3 separate regions of the Zea mays genome follow, and regions 2 and 3 are each linked to region 1. The links are chromatin contacts, called in public Hi-C maps. All regions are on one chromosome and are shown on one strand. Each heading gives the region's core, a stretch centred on a gene start, on an enhancer-like site or on the middle of the called end of the contact. The rest is flanking DNA. Distances are from core to core; before and after follow the strand shown.

The links. Hi-C and Micro-C count contacts between places; a contact is called where the count stands out from the background.
Region 2: a contact with region 1 is called in a Hi-C map of leaf, with 3 times the contacts expected there. The contact joins the promoter of LOC100191728 here to the promoter of LOC100282654 in region 1. A contact is called at or near these places in 3 of 25 Hi-C or Micro-C datasets (bundle sheath and leaf).
Region 3: a Hi-C map of leaf shows a contact between it and region 1, with 10 times the contacts expected there. The contact joins the promoter of LOC100284729 here to the promoter of LOC100282654 in region 1. A contact is called at or near these places in 14 of 25 Hi-C or Micro-C datasets (bundle sheath, ear, endosperm and 2 more) and 2 of 3 datasets of contacts at active chromatin or transcription factors (leaf and seedling).

What each region holds. Positions count from the first base shown.
Region 1 is chr1:272,502,598-272,505,882 of Zm-B73-REFERENCE-NAM-5.0, reverse strand. LOC100282654 (protein binding protein) reads left to right here and starts at 1,605. Exons shown (of 14, transcript NM_001155562.2): 1 at 1,605-2,038; 2 at 2,645-2,735; 3 at 2,842-2,926; 4 at 3,077-3,161. The coding sequence starts at 1,905.
Region 2 is chr1:272,693,839-272,697,123 of Zm-B73-REFERENCE-NAM-5.0, reverse strand. LOC100191728 (DELLA protein DWARF8) reads right to left here and starts at 1,789. Exons shown (of 1, transcript NM_001367464.1): 1 at 1-1,789. The coding sequence starts at 1,663.
Region 3 is chr1:272,632,390-272,635,674 of Zm-B73-REFERENCE-NAM-5.0, reverse strand. It overlaps LOC100284729 (integral membrane protein DUF6 containing protein), which reads right to left and starts at 1,776. Exons shown (of 8, transcript NR_182097.1): 1 at 1,203-1,776; 2 at 658-875; 3 at 446-518; 4 at 1-100.

The sequences.
Region 1 (3,285 bases), core at 356-2,855:
GACATCATTCGGAGCCCCGGAACGCGTACAATGAATGTACTTGTTGGAACGAGGTACGAGACACACAATACTTAAAGATGCACTTATTTTAGTTATATATAATAGTAGTATAGTTATATATGTGTAGTAGTAATAATAATAATAATAATAAAGATATATCATTGCACTAAAAATAGAAAAGTAATTAGGGTTATGTTATTTCATATCTTTAAAGACGCACTTATTTTATTTTAGGATAAATTTCTAACTCTAAAATATCACTCAATTAATGGAGGGAGTACACATTTACCAATGTTTTTTTTTTGACTTTCGCATTTACCAATGTTATTACCTGTATATTTTCCCAATTATATTTTGGGACATTTGCAGCTACGGAACGGACCCACCAAATCCGTTGTTGACCTGCGTCTCGGCAGGCCGGCTGCGTCGTCGGCCCGGTCCCCGCGCCGCGGTGCGGGCGATCCTCCGTCTCGGCGAGTCGGTGTAGGGCGGGATGACGGTGGGACGCGGGGCGGGGAGAGGAACGTGGCGGGAGGATCCGAGAGTGTGCCGTGCAAGCAACCGCCAAAACGGGGCCGGACGATGGGGGCCGCGGGCGGAGCCACCAAGTCGCAGAAAAAAATTCTCCTACACTTAGCGCCGTCTAGTTTGATGAACTAAAGATTAGTTATCCATTTTAGTTACATTTAGTCATTAAATTATCAAATTATGAGATTAAAATATGGACTAAATTGTTTTATAATCTAGTCGCTTATGGTATGTTTGGTTGGAGGTATAAGGAGGAATGAAGTGAGCGACCACAATTTTATAGTGTTTGAATGAGAGTCACATGAGAGCAAGCTAAACACCGAAATAATTTTTAGTGACAGCGTGATACCAAAAAATCGAGAGGACGGTATCTGTCCCGCTTCATTCTACTTTAACCTCAAACTAAACACATTAAAGGATGACTAAAAGGGACTAAACTATATAGATTCTACCTTTTGACCTCCTTTATTTCAGTTACACTAACGGCGAGAAAACACTAAGAATATTTAGGTTTTTTTATGATTTATTTAATACATTTTGAATAGTTTTAGTCTATAGAACTATACAGAGTAGATAATAACTTAGTCCCTCAATTAAACCAAAAAGGACCTGATACCGAGCAGAAAAAAAATCCAGCTCGTCGGCTTCTCAGGCTATCCGCAACCGTTACCCCTAAATTTTTCCCCCTATATCACTTTTTCCCCCTATTTTCCCCCCTATTTTTTCATCTCCCGCAGCGGTTCCCCCTAAATACTCCCCCTATACCCCACTACCACTATAAAATATCATTTTCTATATCAACTATCAATTTTTTATCTACTAACAATTACTCGTGGACCCACAGCACAGTGTTTAGGGTGATGAACAGTGACACGCTAGATCTAGGGGAGAGAGAAGGGGACCGACACGTAGGGGGCGCTGTAGGGGGCACCGCTGCGGCCATAGGGTGCCCCCTACGCGCCGCATGCAAGGGGAGAGGGCAGCGTTGCGGTCAGTCTCAAACACCAGGCGCGCGTTGTTGGCCCCCGGGACCCGATCCCTCTCCTTCTCTCCTTCTCTGACCCGACCCGACCAATCCAATCCATCCCCTCTCCATCTCCCATGACCATGAACAGCGGCTCGGCAATATACTACTGCTAGGTTATGCTACTCCATTACGAAAAAGCGCAGAGAGAACGCAGAATGGAATCGTCGCTCTTATCATACTCCATGACTCCATCACTAGACTAGAGAGAGAAACCCTTGTACCCTTTGTTCTGTTTATCCCCCATTTCTCCGAGTCACCCACCCATCGCCGAACTTCGAGTCCAAGGAAGCGGAGCCACCGGAGAAGGGGATATTTGCCTTTCCCGTCGGGGGTCTAGGGAGCAGGAGAGATGCAGCGGCGGCGGGGGCACACGTGGGCGGGGGTGGGGAAGACGGCCCAGGCGGCGTCGGCGCACGCCGCGCTCTTCTGCTTCACTCTCCTCCTCGCGCTCAGGGTCGACGGACGCACCACATACTCCTGGTGGTACGCGCTCTAAACACTAACCTCCCCGTCCCCTCCCACCTGGCTTTCGTCCCTCCCCCTCCGCTTCGATTCGATCTAATTAGTTTTGTTTCAGCGAGGGGAGGGGCTTCGAGTTATTGGACAGCGTTCTGATTTGAGGGGACCGGGGGAGAGCGTCTTTCTTGCGATGCAGATGTAGTTTTGGAATTGGCGGATTCGTATGCTCGTTTTTTTTTGCGTGTTGCGTGCGTTTCAGGGTTGGCTCTTGGCTGCTGGTAGCTGGTGCTGGATAATCTGCTCCGCCGACGTGTAATTCAGCTACATGTCTGGGGCTCAGATGAATGTTGAGAGCTGCTGGTAGTTCTCAATTGATGCTTATCAATGACCCCATCTATAACCGAGCTGATGCTGGCCAGCCGCCGGCATTTCCTCACTTGGTGTTGTGCTAGGATAATAGACAGCAGATTTTATGCCTTTAAGCACTGTTCTGATACGCCAAACGCAACGATAAAACCTTGTAGCTAGAATTAGGTAATACCGAATTATGGATTGCTTTATGACAAATACTATAAGTTGACAATGGTAAAGCCGATACAAATTGCTAATGATGCTACTTTGATCATGTAGGATAATATTCATTCCACTATGGCTCTTTCATGGTATTGTTGCGCGTGGAAGGTTTTCAATGCCTGCCCCTTCATTACCTCATGGCCGTCATGTGAGATTTACAGTGGCTCGTCTATTAAACCTGACCTTTTTACTGTTTGCATTACCATTGCTCATTTTGCATCCAGTTAGCCTGATATGTTTCTTTTTGCTTGCAGTGGGCACCATGTCATTCGATTGTTGCAGCGCCTTTACTAATTGCGTTCGAGCTGCTTCTCTGCATATATCTTGAAAGCATAAGAGGTAGGGTCAGAATCCATTGGGTAACAAAACCTGTCTAGTATGGTCACCATATTGAGATTCCTAGAATAGTTTAATCTGAGACGCATGTTAAGTTTCTCTGTTATGTTAACTTTGTAATCTTAACACTTCTTTTCTTTTGTGTTTGCCCAGTTAGAAATCATCCATCTTTTGATCTGAAGATTGTGTTCCTTCCTCTGTTGGCCTTTGAAGCAATTATCCTTATTGACAATTTTAGGTAACCAATTTGAGCTATTACCTTTTATTTCCCATGGATTGTTAGATTTAGTTGAAATACTTTTTAAATTTTAGTTCAATTTTATATGATTTCAACTAGTGCGGTATATCTTGTTATGTACTTC
Region 2 (3,285 bases), core at 540-3,039, 190 kb before region 1:
CCGTGCGCTCCGCGCCCTCGCACGCCACCACGTTGCAGATCTGCCGGCCGAGGTACACCTCCGACATGACCTGGTCCGTGCCGCCGGCCGCGGCCGGGGAGGCGTCGGTGGACTGGCCGGAGCCGGCGCCGGCGCCCTCGAGAGAATCGAACATGGTGGAGTAGTAGTGCAGCGACTCGGTGAAGCGGTCGAGGAACGTGCCGGAGTTGTGGTTGGCCTCCTGCTCGACCACGGTCACGATCCTCGGCCGCACCGCGCGCACCGTGCCCAGGACCTTCTCGAGGGCACCGGGCTGCGCAAGAAGCCGGTGCAGCTCGAACACGGAGTTCACGGCGATCACCTCGGGCTCGTCATCCGTGTCATCGCCCTCCGGTTGCAGCATGAACGGCTCCAGGTCGGCGAGCGTGGCCGCGACGAGGCCACGGTACTGGAAGTCCACGCGGATGGTGTGCGCGAACTGGGCAAGTTTCCAGCCCACCTGCTGCAAGGCGTCGGTCTCGTCGGGCTGCGGCGGCCCGACGCCGGTGAGCCGGAACGACGGGGGGCCGCCAGGGCGGAGGGCGAGGGCCTGGAGAAGAGCCGGCCACTGCATCCCCTGCTTGATGCCGAAGTCGACGACGTGGACGCGGCGGCAGCCGGCGAAGGCCTCGAGGATGGCCTGGTTCGCGGTGAAGTGGGCGAACTTCAGGTAGGGGCAGGACTCGTAGAAGTGCGCGTGCAAGAGGTCGGCGAAGGCGGCGTCGAGGAGGGAGCTGTCCGGTGGCGGGCGGAAGCGATACACGCGGCGGGCAAGCGCCTCGCCGAAGTAGGCGGCGACCTTGCGCATGGCACCGCCCTGCGACGAGGCCAGCATGGGGATCTGCTTGACCAGCGCCTCCGCCGCAGAGAAGTTCTCCTGCTGCACGGCCTCCGCGCACGCCAGCAGCGCGTGCACGAGCCGGATCCCGGCCTCCTGCGTGTCCACCACCACCACCGGCACCGCGGGCCCGTTGGCCGCCGCGGATGCTTGCGTCGCCGGCGGCGCAGCTTCGACCACGGAGCTCCTAGTGCGACCGCCATCCATGGATGACGACGAGGAAGAGGAGGACGACGTGCTGCCGCCGCCAGTCCTCATCCGCTTGGGCTCCCGCGCCGAGTCCGTGGACGGGTCGGCCGACGGCGCCGCCACCGGCGAGGGGATCGGCTTCAGAGCGTAGGTACTGCTGGACGAGTCCACGGCGGGCGGGAGATCGAAGTAGCCAGCACCGGCGGCGGCGCCACTTGTGACGGTGGACGATGTGGACGCGAGCCTTGGGGCCGGCGTCGCGGGCGGGAGCGGCGCTGGGGGCGCGTTGAGCTCGGACAGCATGCTCTCGACCCAGGACGACAGGTCGGAGGGATTGTAGTGCACGGTGTCCGTGGCGAGGTGCGACACGAACCCGTCATCAGCGGTAGCGCCGGCGCCGCCCACGCCGCCCATCCCCATGGCCATCTCGAGCTGCTCCAGCTTCTGCGCGACGTCCGCCATATCCGACGAACGCACCTTGTACCCGAGCGCGGCCAGCAGCTCATCCACGTCCTCCTCCTCCTGTTCCCCTGCTCCCGCCGCCGCCGCCATCATCTTGTCCTTGGAGGAGCCCATGTCGCCGCCACTCCCGCCGGCGTCTTGGTACTCGCGCTTCATGATTTCGGAGCTACAGGCCTAGCTAGCCAGCTAATAATGGCTTGCGCGCCTCGGTTTCGGTTCTGGGATAGCTTGGGATTTGGATCCAGGGTTGGGAAGTGCGAGTGGGGAAGGAAAGGGTAGGGGAGGGGGGAAGCGGCTGGGGCGAGACGGGGAAGCGAGGAAGGCAACTAGTAGTAGCAGCGGCAGGCGAAGACGGCCGCGAAGGCATCAGCCATCAGGTGATCAGAGAGGAAGGCATCTATCAATAGTCTGTCGCTGCAGGTGGGGCCTGGCAGGTCCCTCCCCCAACGCGCGCACAGCGTTGGATCGATGGACGGGTTCGTCGCAGCCGTCCTTTTCGCCAGACAAACTTCACCATCCAGTTAGAAATCCTCCGCCCACCACCCCAAAGATGGCCACAAATTAAAAAAAGGGGGCGATGAGAAGTGGGGAGCTGCGTCCACGGCTCACTACTCAATCTTGCAAGCCAATGGCGAGCCGAATTTTATAGCTTGCGGAACTAACTCTGTAGTCCAGCGTGCGGCTAGAGAGATGTCGCGAGTGGGGAGGACTACCAAGCCAAGATCAATGCAACTAAAAAGGATCCAGCCTTCCCTTTACTCGCGAAAATTAGTACTCTTTCCCTGACTTCATTAGACTCATGTACCAACTAATGTATTGAGCGTGTGTATTCCAGCACAGGGTTTCACAAAGAACGATTGATGTTGGTGACTGGTGAGCCTGTGGAGGATGAGATTTGATATGTAATTTGATAACATGAAAAGAGGATAAATAGATATACCTACCACAAAGCATATCAGAACAACTTTGGAAAGTGGGTGAGGCAAATTCTCGTCCATAAAGGCCCACAACAATAGAACGGTGATAGCCTAGACCCGCAGTCTCGATCTCGGTCAGCGCAAGAGGCTTGGAGGAATGGCGGCCGGGGTTGTCGACGCTAGAGTACTTGTACAACGGGTTTTAGCAGGCCATCTGAGGCTTAACCCGGCGTTGCATTAAAACACGCATAAGCCACACGCTGGTAAGACCGTGCTGCTTCAACGTGGTGATCGCCTTTAGAAGCTGCTCCACTTAGCTCTTGGAACGTGCATCCGTGCCATGGTGCCACTTATTCGTCGAAAGCGGCTCCCATCCGATGTACGGTACAGCACTGCCGGGCAGATTCTTGGCGTAGAACCACTCACCCTCGTACCGAATGATGGAGGGAAGCAAGATCTTGAAATACTCTGCCTTCCAGCTAGAGAGGAGTTGGATGGAGGCTGAGCCACCAAACGATTGACCGCCACGACCCAAAGTCACCCACGCGCTAAAGAGATACTGCCACAACTTCCAATAGGGATCGATGCCCATAAAAGCCTCATATAGCGTAATAAAACACGCTATATGGAGGACGGTGTTGGGGTGGAGATTCTGGATCTCCAGCTAATAGTAGTGGAGTATCCCCCATACGAAGGGACGAAGGGGCAGGCCAAACCCATGCTTGTAGCAGGACGCAAGCACGACACCTCGTCGTCCCTTGGATACAACACCTCACCCTCATTTTCCAATCTCCACCCCGAGACCTTCGTTAAGGGGATGAACCCCATCTTCTCTAGACCAAGAAGGTAGCTCTACGAATT
Region 3 (3,285 bases), core at 527-3,026, 130 kb before region 1:
CTAAAAATTTCTTCTTGTCCGTACTCCTTGATATTTGTTCTGTTCTAAGCATATGGATCCCGAAAAACACGGCACTGAAGAAGTTCAAAATATCGCCAACCTTTGAACACAATGAAAGCAGTTCAAGGAATCAGTATCGTATTTACTTTTTAAGGCACAAAGCAAGCAGTTCATAAATATATCCAAAGACTTGGAATAATGAAATCTATCGATTTTGAGGATTTAACAGAAGTTTTATATGTTTGAAATTCGGTTGATCATCGTCAATGCAAGATTGAAGACTCAATGGGAGTGTGACTATTGTTGCATGCATAAAGAACCTTTTGGACAGAAGTCAGGAAAGCAAGAAACTGTGCCAGAGATCTTTAACCATTCTGTAAGATCCTGAAAGCTATTATTCACTACAGCCAATAAACTACTTAGTAAAAACAAAGTTGTTACTTACACTGGGAGGAGATCCACCACATTCCAGCAGGCCAATTCCGAACAGAGACATGATGGCTCCGAACCATGTGAGTCTGGGGATCGAAGCACCAAGAAGACCATCAATTAGAGGCACAACTACGACCTGTACAGTAACAGAAGCATTTGCCAGTTCAGGCCATTTCAGCAAAACCACCAAAATTCAGAATGAACACGGCGTGGAGCAGGATCTACCGTGAAGGCCGTGATGAAGGATGCTCGGCCAGCATCAGATGAGAGCAATCCAATTGCTTGAGAAAGGTAAGCTAAGCTAACCCAGACTCCCAGCTCCAGTCCCGCGTAGCGTACACTGCGGTCACCGAAGGAACGGAGCGCGAATGGTACGAAGGGGATGGCTGCAACAACGAACCGCACCATGTTGAAGACCGCAGGCTCTGTCAGGGCTTCGACCTCTTTCAAAACCGGAATATCACTTGCTGGCAGGATAAAAAAAAAGGATCAAAAGTGAACTACAAAAGGCTCAATTTTACTGTTAATACCAACCACAGCACAACCAATCACAGTGGTCGGAGAAAGAACTTTAGCATGAAGAGTATTTGGAGTAGCACTACAGATTACAGAGGCGATGCACTGCTATTTTTTTCAATACCCTAATTAGCAATGCCAGAATCGTGCAGAGTAGAGTTTGAGACCGAGCAGTTGAGCATATATAGTACGAACTGGAGCGGCTGTGTGTGTGAGAGAGAGAGAGATTAAGAACAAAGGAAGTATTCGCACACCATAGATGACCGTGAGGGCGTTGAGGATGATGATACTTCGTGTCTTCTTGGAGGCGAAGAGGATCCGGCTCCACACCGGCCGGCCGCGCGCCGGCTTCTTCGTCTCACCGCTCTTCTTCCTCTCGTCCTCGATCTTGGGCGCCTCCTCCTCGCCGCTGGCGCCGGGCCCGTCGAGCGCCACGCACCGGGGCGCCAGCGCCACGAGAACCCTTGCCCGGCGCAGCGACGCGGCCCAGCGGGGCTCCGTGACGACGGCTAGCGTCGCGCGGCAGGAAGGCCCCGCCGCTGCCGCCCCAGCCCCGACCATCTGCAGCGGCAGTGCCCACGACGCGGGCGCGAGGGAAGAAGCCATACCAAGACCGCTCTAGTTCTGCCTGCGCTCCTGTTGCTACTTGCTAGTGGTGCAATGGAGTGAGCAGGTGTAGCGGCCACTTATGGTGTTCTCTGACTGGACTGGAGGAGTAAAAAGGTAAGGTAGGATGAAATGAAATGAAACTCGCAGGAAGAAGGCCTGGGTCGTGTTTGTCAGTTTGTGGTGAAGAGCTTGTCTTTGGCGACGACGGCTGGGGATTTTATTTTCTGTGGAGGCGTGGAGCGGGGGCGCGCTGTGGTGGTTGGCCACGTCCGGTGCTGGGAGAGACCTCTCGGGTTTGTTTCCTAGCGAAAACGCCCGCGTCGATATGTCTGCTGGGTTCAGATGAGGCCGAGCCGGCGAGTCGCCGTGGCCGCGAAACAGAGCAATCGTCTCTCGTCGGAGAGCTACCGAGTACAGCGCATGTGATCCTCGCGGAGCCCCCCCACCTGTCGAGCTGTCATTGCTCGGGCGTCGACGAGATGGCTTGATTTGCTTTGCTTTGCTTTGCACGCTGTGGTTTTCATCACATGCTGTGTTATGACAGTTTCTCTGGCAGCCATGATATCCTCGTGCTACGAGGCAATATCTTGTAGAAGAGTACTCTTTAACATCTAGCGCGTGCATGTATATCTTCAAACCAAAAATTACAGACACAGCTTCTGACCACCAAAATCTGTTGCGGACTGCTAAACACTCAGCTTTTCAGTCAGCTTCTATAAAATTTGTTGGAGCAAAACCATCCAAAATCAACATAAACACATAATCGGTTGAGTCATTGTAATAGTAGAAATCCGTCACTTTCTAGATCCTGAGCCCTATGAACAACTTTATCTTTCTCCACACTTAATCGTAATGATACTCAGATTCTCCCCACAGCCAGATTTTTAAAAAAGCTGGTCAGAAAAAAGTTGAACCAAACATGCCCATAATACCTCCGGCGAGGGCATCTGGCCGGAGCTAGGGTGAAAACGGGTCGGGTATACCCATCGGGTACCGGATACGGATATTGCAAATACTCATTTTTCGATACGGATTCGAATATTTTTATATTCGGGACGGATACGGGTAAATACCCGGATACTGAAGCTTCGGATTCAGGTCGGATGCGGAGCGAGGACTACCCGGTAAATACTCAGATAGTCAGGTCGGATACAGGTACCCGGAATTCGGGTACCCGTTTTTTCATTTCCTGCATAATAGTATAGTTATAACATCATAACTTTTACGTATGAAATCGGATGAAGATAAAGTTTATATGAAAATTGTAGAGCTCGAAGAGATCTATAACGTTATAGTACATCAATTTTTTGTTTAAACATATCTTTAGGCCAAAATTATTAAAATAATGTTCAAATTTATATTAAACTAATATACTTTATCATTTTTATGTGGGGGATTAATGTTATCTCTACGTGGGAACTTAAGGTTATCTTTGTAGAGACTATTTATTAGTATTCATAACTTATTTGCAATTTTCGATCGACGCTACATTATTTTATGGATTTAATTGTATTTTATTGATTTTCTATGACAAGAAATTAATAGATATATAAATAGTCTCAAAAAATCATGAAATTTTACGGAGGTATAACATATTGTCGGGGACCGTAATTAGGGGTACCCCTAATGCTACTTAATCCAGTTGGAAAACATCTTCAGAACAAACCATAAACGACTGATAAAGCGCAGGCCTCGTCTACTAGGGGACGCGACCTCATCCGAGCCCAG